Regions from separate parts of the Pan troglodytes genome. Here region 1 is linked to region 2. Evidence: chromatin contacts called from public capture Hi-C data. All regions are on one chromosome and are shown on one strand. The core of a region is the stretch at or near the end of the contact, and the rest is flanking DNA. Distances in the headings are between cores, read along the strand shown. Region 1 has its middle 20 kb from the start of NR2F2. Region 2 overlaps LOC107968432 (a long non-coding RNA gene).

Region 1 (4,536 bases), core at 537-3,036, 290 kb before region 2:
GGAGAAGGAAATGCGGAGGGGGAGATGCACAGCCCCAGACCCCTCCCCCTCCTCGCCGGAGCCTCGGGAGCTGTAGGCAGAGGATGCTGAAGCGGAGTAAGAATTACTTAATAAATTAGCTGCCCCTCTTTAGAACTTGCTGTCAGCCCCGCCTCGGCAGCCGCACGTAGGCGAGCGAGACCCCATTGCCTTCTCACTACGCCCCTGGATCTCCATAGGCGCACCCCCACCCCAACCAGGGTCTTGGACAGGCAGACAGCGGACAGCCCAAGGGATTGGCCCAGAGAGGGCCAGGGCGGTGGGAACGGTGGCATTTTCAAGGAGGAAGCAGTTTCTGTTCAGTGCGGGAGATTATTTCCTAAGCTGCTTATTTAAAGAGACAGAGATGAGAGAGAGAGAAAGAGAGGTTGATTCCCTTCTTGTTGTGGTTATAAAAAATTTAATTTTGCCTTTGTCTAGAAAGCACTGTATTATTGTGATTATTAAACAACATCGTTTCCCTTCTTACTGCCAGGCAAGGGGAGGGGGAAGAAAGAGAGAGGATAAGGAACATTTATTTTAAAAATAATACATATTACAAATAAATGTATTTTTAAAAACTAAACCAGGCAGATAAAGGCAGATGAGAAACTGCAATGAGAGAAAGGGGGGGGGGGGGAGAGAAAATAGTTTGATTATTTAAAGGCTAATCTATGCAGAAGAATCAGAAAAAAGAAACTTGGGAAAATAAGGCAGCTGCCATTTCCTACGTGTTAGCTACATGACTTGAAAAAAAATAGGAAAAGAAGCTATTCTTAGGTATAGCCAGGGTTGTAGTTTTATACTTTGATTTTAGCAACAAGTATGAAAAGATCTAAACTAATTGATTGCTGAGTTCCTTGGCCCTTTTCCAAAGAGCAATATAGATTTAATTGTATGTTGCTTAAAACTCCATTTCTCGAACAGTGTGAAGCATGTAATAAAAGTCATAAACCGTATCGGAGATTTTTTTTCCCCCACAAGCATAAATACCCAACTGACACTTGGAAATCTTAGCTAATACTCCTAATGGGTTAAAACAAAACAACAAAAAACAACAACAAAAAAGGCATCTGTGAGGGGGAGCCACATAATAAAATCCAAACTGTTAATCCATTTTAACTCATTCAAAAGAGCCTGCAGTTGCGGATGGGTGTTTTGCAGAGGCGGGGCTGGGGTGAAGATACCCCACATCAGACACCTGATTTGCTCAAATTCGGTCCATCTAAACCACTCTCCCCTAAAGGAAAGAAGTCTGGCCTACAAAAAGACACCAGAAATATCTCCACCAGAGAAAATGGATCTGAAAGTTGCAGCCGAACTGCCTGGCCAGAACTCTCTCTGGCCAAGAGACAGGGAAGCCACTCCGCGGCTTTCGCTCTCCGCTGCCCCTAGCCTGGCATCCCCCAAGGAAAGAGACCGGCCTGGAGACGCCGTGGGAGCGCTCCAAAGCGGCGCGGCAAAATCCACCCCTCTCCCCCTCCTAGGCAGCTCTCCCTTTCCCATTGTCCTCCGTTATCCCTGACCCCCAGTTGCTGTTGGGGTCCAAAACCACCCGCGGCTCCCCCTCGGCCAGCTGTATCCTGCAGAAGCGAAGAGTCCCAGCCACGCCTGCGATTTGCTCGGAGATCTGCCGCTGCAGCCAAGTTCGCGGCCGCCATCAAGCTGGCGGCTGCGCGCGTCTCGGGCCGTGCCCTGGCGTGGCCACGCGGGCCGGCTGCAGGCGGAGATCTGTAAAAATCCACGTGAGCCGCCCCCTCCTCCTGCTGCCCGCGGCCCCTGACACTGCAGCATTGAAGCCTGCCCGGAGGTCCCCGAGGTCTCCGAGTGTGACAGTACTCAGCATAGCGGGTAGATGGCACAATTTTCTAACATTTAGAGAGAGGAACCCACGCTGGGAGCAATAAGTCCATTTAAAAGCCCTTTATTTAAAAGGAACAAAGATAACTGACAAGCGAAGTACAGAGACATCTCAATGAAATTTCCAAAGAAGAAAGAGAAATCAGAGGCTAAAGCAAATGCGAACTGGGCTTGATGGAACAGGCCAGCACTTTCCTCCCCCTCAAAAGGAGAGCAGATAAAAGACAAAAAGAAAGAGGTGGTGGTCATTGGGTCTGTGCGGTAAGGATCACAGCCCAAACCAAATTCTAAAAGTCCACAGCCACTAAACTTTAAAATGGCCGGGTGGCCTCGGTGGGGGAAGGTGAAGGAGAAGCTAGATCCGTTTGGGGGAAAGAGATATGGAAGTTTTGCCCCTGCCTTGGAGGCTCTTCCCCAACCTTTGATAACAGGTATCTCTGCTTTGGCTTGGGGTCTAGGGAGCCCCAGGAGGATGGGCAGGCAAGGCATTCGCTCTGGGCACACCTGAGCCCTTCCAAGGGGCTGGGCACCACAGGCTTCTGTCCTACAGCCACGTTTCCTACAATGGGGCCCAGGGCTGGGCCGAGTCAGCCACGATCCCAGACACTAAGATTTGGTCAAAAGCAGGGCACTTAAGCTCACACTCAGAGACTTGGGTACAATTGTGCCCCTTCCAAACTAAGAAGGGCATGATGGCACCCACTGATGTCTCCTGGCAACGCCAAGACAGCCCACACTTCATCTTGTGCTCTGGCACCGCCACCACCCTCTCCCTCCCCACCAAACCTACACGCCAGATCGATCCCCCTTGCCAGGAGAGCCTCAAGCTGAGAGGAGGAAACAGAGGAGGGGGCGAGAGGCCAAGGGATCCGTGAGGCCACCTCTCTGGTCATCCGGGCCGGCCTCTGGCCCCGAGCGACCCTGGCCAACCAGGACCAGCGGTGGGAAGGGGCACGGCAGCTATCGTCCGCAGGGGGTCAAATGATTGCATTTGGGTGGGTGCTCGCCGACATATTTGCTGAGTAAACCTCCCTCGCTGGGCTGAAGGCGAATCCCCGTTGATAAATCCATCATTACCGTTCGGATTCAGGGAGGCAGCCGCGCCACTAAATTCATCTTACATTTGTAGCGCTTTAATAGACATTTATTAAATGCTTTTAGAGAGAGGCATGGGGTGCGTGATTACATCCTAGTTATAGACAGAACATAAAGACCCACGTTAACACCCATTTGCAGGAAGGAAGGAAAAGGTGGGGAGGGGGTGGTAAGGCAGAGAGATGAAGTGAGGAGAGGCAAGGAGAGATGGGGCGGGCAGGGGCACGGTGTCTAGGCGTTATTAACGAGGGCTGCCTGGCGGGAGCCTCGGGAAGTGGCAGGCTGCGGAGAGAAGTACTCGCTCCCCTCGCAGTTCCTGGGGCTTCCCTTCCCTTGCCCCCCACCCACAATCCCCCCGTGGTGGGCTCGTATTCTCTCTGCCAGGGAACAAGGGACGCCGCAGTGCCTCCGCCGACCCTTCTGTCCCTCCAACCCCCACTGCTTCTTCACTTTATTCCAGGCCTCTCCAACTTCGACCCTTTGGAGTGGCCAAACCAGAAAGAGAAGGGAGGGAGTCCCCGCATGCCGAGGACCCCAAGAACTCCTTTAAAGCATCCTCTTCACCCCACCTCACCCCCAACCCAGAGAGCAACAGAGCTGGGCCAGGTTCCTGCAGCAGAAAGCAGACGCCCAGGCCACCGGGCGGAGTACATCTGCTTGCTCAGAGGGTTCCTTGGCCTGGCAGTCTTTGCGGAAGGACCCCCTGCTCTGAGCCAGGAGGAAGCCATGCCACTTTCGCGCCTTCCATCATCTCGTGCCTGGGAACTTGCCCTGGACTTGCCCCGCACCCCCCGACCTCATCCTCAGGGAGCTGCTCCTGTAGGGATGCCTGGGCCTCCAAAGGGCCTAACGCCTTCCTGAGGGCCCCATTAGCTTCGCCTAAAAGCCCAGTCCCCGAGCTCTGCCGGCTCTGCGCGCGCTCTCTCACCGCGCCCTCGCTCCCCCGGGACGCAGCCACCGACCCAGGCCGGGACAGCAGCCGGCAGGACTCCGGGCCCTCCCTGGCTCTTGGTAAAGAACACTTCCGCTATCTCAAAGTTGCCGTAAGAAAATAAATACAAGTGACATTGTACTGGGCCAAAGCTCATTAGTTCGTTGTCCAGGCCTAATAAAGGAACAGAAGCGCAAATTATAGAGTTCAGCTTCAACACACGCTCTGTCACCCGAGATCAGCGCACCGCGAGCCTGATTCCAATTGCTCCGAACTTGCAGCGCGGTTCGCCCCCCACCCCCTCCTCTCAAGCAGGAGGTTGGGTGGAAAAATATAGTTCCAAAGGGGGTAATGATCAAGCTTTTCCTCTCGGAAGCCTGCGCCACCTCATTTCCCATCAGTAATCCCAATAAAATTAACGTCGTGGCTGCAATTGAAAAGAGGAGGGCCCGCAACACTCCTGAAATAACACACTCTCCCCAGCAAAAGGTAAAAAGCAAAACGGCCCTTTGTTCAGCTAATTAACGAAGGCCCAACTCCGAAAGCAGATGTGTTTGCTTAGCTAATCACAAGCATGTTTCTTTCAAGGAACGTCATTTCGAGGGGGCCGCTCCGGGGGAGATGGGATAGAG
Region 2 (4,480 bases), core at 1,951-4,450:
ATTATATGATACCTCAAAAAATGTGGGTGAAATGATGGAGAAGAATTCAACAAGTACCATTGCTCATGATGTAGAGAAGATTCTACCTCTTATGATGTATAATTTGATGAAATATACTAAGCAAGGTACAATCCCCTTAATTGGTACTCATTTAAATTACTCATGTTTACTGTAAATGTTCTTCTGCACAAGATGTGTTTCTATTGAATTAGATAAAATATTATTGTTGAAAGAGTGGTTTATACATGTGAAATCAACAAAAATATATCAAGTTCTCCAAATTCTGCCCAGGATATGATAGATGCACAATACGTATTAGTTCCTTTTGCCTCCCCATTACATAGGACACTTTAAACATAATTTTAAGCCATTTAATTTGGTTTCATATGTTTTTGAAATATTGATCTGAGGGGATATTAAAGTTACTGAGTGGCTAAAATTGGTTGGTATGCTAGGGTGCTCACATAAGCAAGTACCACAGCCTGGATGGCTTCAACAACAGAAATTTATTGTTTTGCAGTTCTGGAGGATATAAGTCAACATTTAAGGTGTCAGCAGGGTTGGTTCCTTCTGATGGCTGTGAGGAAGGGATCCTCTCCAGACCTCTGTCCCTGACTTGAAGATGGTGGCTTTCTCCCTACATCTCTTTATATCATCAATGCATGCATATCTCTGTTTCTAAATTTCCCCTTTTTAAGAAAACAGCAATCATATTGGATTAGGGTCCACGTTGGTGAACTTATTTTAAATTGATTACCTCTGCCAAGATCCTACCTCCAAATAAGCTCTCATAACTGGGGGGTTAGAAATTCAACATGTGAATTTTGGGGGAACACAGTTCAACCCATAACAACTGGTAGTTAAGAAATCGCCATAAACAGATTATAAGCTGAATTAAAATTTTGTAGAGAGAATAATTCTACCATACCTTACTATATATAAAGAGAAAGTTGTGGAGTCGCTACCATGTGGAATATAAATGATGAACTTGTGTTACCGTAAGCCACTGGAAAGTACATCATAGTCGTCGATCTTTAAAAACATTATAAAGAACTTTCCAGAGAAAATTACATGGATCAAAAATGTCAACATCTTTCTTCTGAGCATGTGAACTCAAAATACTTTGCATGCCATTTAATTTGTTTTTTCCCTCCCCAAATCTCTTGAGATGAATAAAGGACACGCTTTAGGTGACAAAACAGAGGTGCAAAAAATTGCAAGATCATTTGTTCCACACCATCTTCATTTTCCATAGGCAGGAAAACATTTGTCCTCTGTGCTTGCTTTATTGGAGGCATGTCTGCCTGGCTGGTTAGAGCATGAATAAGATTATGGGATTCCACGTTTGTTGATCTTTAAGTGAATTGTATTCATGAAATAATCGGGGCGGAGGTGGGTCTTGAGGGAAGCCCAAGCATCTACCAGTCTGGGACTTGAGCCAAGTGAGAGCTTTGGCTTTTTTTCAGTGTGAAAGAGACTAGATAGCTGCCGCCGTCTGCCTGCTATCTCAGGATGGGAGGTGGAAATTTAAAAAATATATAAATTTATATTTATATGTATTATATGAAATATAAAGTATTTCATATCTATTTGTCTGTCTGAAAAGAACGTTGGACAGGGAACTGGGTTCCAGTCCTCATCCTGCCACGAAACTTACTAAGTGATTTTAGGCAGGTCCCTTCACCTACTGGAACTGCTTTCTCAGCTGCACATTCAAAGTTTTAGCCTGGGTGTCCGGCAAGGTCCCCCAAAACCTGAGAATTTCATGAGGGAGAGTGTTCCAAGTGTTCAAAGCGATTTTCGTGTGGTTAACGCTAAGGATACATTGGCCCTCAAAGAACCTTCATTCTGTAACCTTGTCCCTAACATACTTAGTTACCTCTGTAAGACTTGTTTGGGGTGGGGCCGGGGGAGGGCAGGGAAGTGTCAGGGTTTTTAAAACAAAAGGAAGAGTTCTCCTCCGGCCTCCTGCAGACCTCCTCACCTTGCAGACCAGCTGCCTTTTCTGCCCCCCACCGCCAACCCTGAGTTTCCACTCCTGGAATAGGCATCAGCTCTGCAGAGTTTTTATGCTGTGAACTCAAAATTTCCGGGGCAAAAATCTCTGCACCCAGGATTTGCCCCTTCTGAACAGTTTCACCCATTCTTAAAGGAAGGGAAGTTAAAAAGAGTGGGGTCGAGGCCCGGAGGATTTAAACAGAGGCCTCTTTATCTTCTTCTCCCCTACTACCGCAGGGCAGCCTCCGAAAGTTATCAGAGTGTCATTAACAGGGACAGCTGCTGGTAAACAAGGAGGATGTCGACACCAGCGCCTCCGTCAACAGGAATTTCACTTTAATCTGTCCCTTACTTAAAGAAACACTCCTCTCATGCTCTCTCTCTCCCTCCCTCCACGGTGCATCATTTATTTATCTCCGTCAACTTCCAGATAGAAGACTGGCCTTAACTCCAGAAAGCCCACTGGGATAGAAAATTAATAAGGTGCTAGGGACATCCACCTTAGGTCAATTCGAGGGGACGCGGAGAGAAAGGGAACTCGCTGTGGAGGTCCCTGCTTAGCTGGAAACCGATCCTACATATTTATAAAGGTGAAACTGGAGGGCTGCCAAGCGCCTGCATTTAAGTGATTAACAAATGTTTCTCTTTAAGTGGACACCTCTTGTTCTAAATATATTTGACAAGAATGCAAAGAGTCATCTGGAGGGCAGAGAGGGCGAGCCCGGGCCTCCTCTCGCGAGGCGGACAGGCTGGCAGGCCCGGCTCCCCGCTCGGTGCCAGCCCGGTTCACCGTCGCCGGTGGGCAGGCTGCCAGCGCCAGCGGCTCCCCGCTGTTTAACGACAATGGATTTACTGCTTCTCTGCATATTGGTGTTATTTTGTATAAACAAGGTTAACACTCCTTTTAAATTAAATGCACCACCTGGTGACTGAGTGGGTGACCTTGCCAGCTCTCTTCACCTGGCTCGGGGAAGCCCAGGCTTTCGCTCCGATTTCAACCTGTGGCTGTCCTTGGAATCTCTTTTGCTTCTCATTTCAACAGAGCTTCTGGAGGAGGTTGGCCGGTGACTTGCCCTCTGACCCCGCCGTGGGGGACGAGACCCGATGGAGGTACTAGGGGCCCCTGCGGCTGAGCCCGTGTGCAGGCACCTTCCACGTGGCGCAGGGCGGATCAAGGCTTGCCCGGGGCCAGCGCGGGGCTGCCGCCAGCACGAGAGCCTCGGGGACCGCCCTCCTCCGGCAGCCGGTGTCAGCGGAGAGTGACAGACGGTCTGGTGGGCCCTGCCAAGGCAGCCCCTAAATAGAGATCTCCAGAGGGGGCAACACCATAAAAAAGGTTCTTTGTGTTTCACTCTAGCGTGCTATTGCTCTCATATAGAGCTCGGCACTTTCCCCAACCTCTAGGAATTCGAACACCTGGAAAAATTCTCCTGGCTTTACATTGGAGGAAATTTAATGGTGTAAACAAACTCTGCAGGGGGCCCCCTTTGATTTGAGAAGGCAGTGATCTGCGGTGCAGTGCTGAGCCGAAGGGGCTTGGAAACGACTTTGCCTGAGAATGTCCATTCCGCAAACACTTTAAGGATGGCTTGGAGTTGTTTAGAAAAATTTAGGTAGACAGCACCGTCTTGGAAGCGTCTAGAAACTTCGAGAGAAATAAACTTCAGTTACTCGTTTAATTACAGGCATCAGCTTGCCAGTTCCCTGCTAACTGTCCATTTCCGAATAGGGCAGAATTTTTCAGGGGTCTTTGCTGTGCTACTACAGCTTAATGAATTGTAGACCGGTTTGTCAGCCTTATTTTAGCTCGGCAAATAAGGAAATCATACCTGGGAAAGTGAAGTGACTTCCCCAAGGTCACCTGACCCAGAAGCCAAGACTCCAGGCTTGTAAGTTCCATGATGTTGATGCCCTTATTGTTTCCCTGTGGAGTCCTGCTACCCAGAAAGTAAGCTGTGAGCTGTAAGTATAGAGAGTTTTACTCTTAGCAGCGTAGAAATAGCTGGGTCAATAGCTTCTGCTTAAATAGTTTCTTAGTAGCTCAAATTGGAATAATAGAAATGTCTCTTTAAATAGGCAAAGTCATTCCAGTAAGTGATATAATTTTACTTGCTAGAATCCTAATAATTTTATTAAAAATAAGATATGGAATGTGGATTTATTAATACCTTTCAATATTTGAGGTAAAATGTGACCTTGTTTCCCAAAATCTATCTAATGAGTACATTTTGTGTGTGTGGTGGGGGGAAGAAACCAAAAACAACCTAACATGAATAAGATGCATTGTCTATGCACAATGAGTGTTGTGGCCTGTTTCTAAAGACATTCAATATTTAGTGTGGACATCAGAGTGCCAGGTTTTGAGGACACGAAGATAAGACACAATCAGGATCTAGATTAATTAAGGTCCAAGGAAATTAGTGTGTACATAAAGAACCACTGTGGGTACAGAAAGTTCAGTGCAGGAGGCATCTAACACCGG

What was found. Capture Hi-C pulls out chosen DNA fragments and counts their contacts.
Region 1: a contact with region 2 is called in a capture Hi-C map of stem cell-derived neural stem cells, with 3 times the contacts expected there. The contact joins two enhancer-like sites. A contact is called at or near these places in 1 of 1 datasets of contacts at active chromatin or transcription factors (stem cell-derived excitatory neurons) and 1 of 1 other capture datasets (stem cell-derived neural stem cells).

What each region holds. Positions count from the first base shown.
Region 1 is chr16:88,154,976-88,159,511 of NHGRI_mPanTro3-v2.0_pri, reverse strand. No RefSeq gene overlaps it. Among named protein-coding and RNA genes, the nearest start is that of NR2F2, 20 kb to the right of the region's middle. Within about 2 kb of position 1,786, at least 8 of the 24 cell types and tissues checked have an H3K27ac peak or open chromatin away from gene starts, as enhancers often do. A contact at or near this core is called in stem cell-derived neural stem cells, where this site is marked.
Region 2 is chr16:87,864,626-87,869,105 of NHGRI_mPanTro3-v2.0_pri, reverse strand. The region is part of intron 2 of LOC107968432 (a long non-coding RNA gene); the gene reads left to right. Among named protein-coding and RNA genes, the nearest start is that of NR2F2, 270 kb to the left of the region's middle. Within about 2 kb of position 3,200, at least 2 of the 24 cell types and tissues checked have an H3K27ac peak or open chromatin away from gene starts, as enhancers often do. A contact at or near this core is called in stem cell-derived neural stem cells, where this site is marked.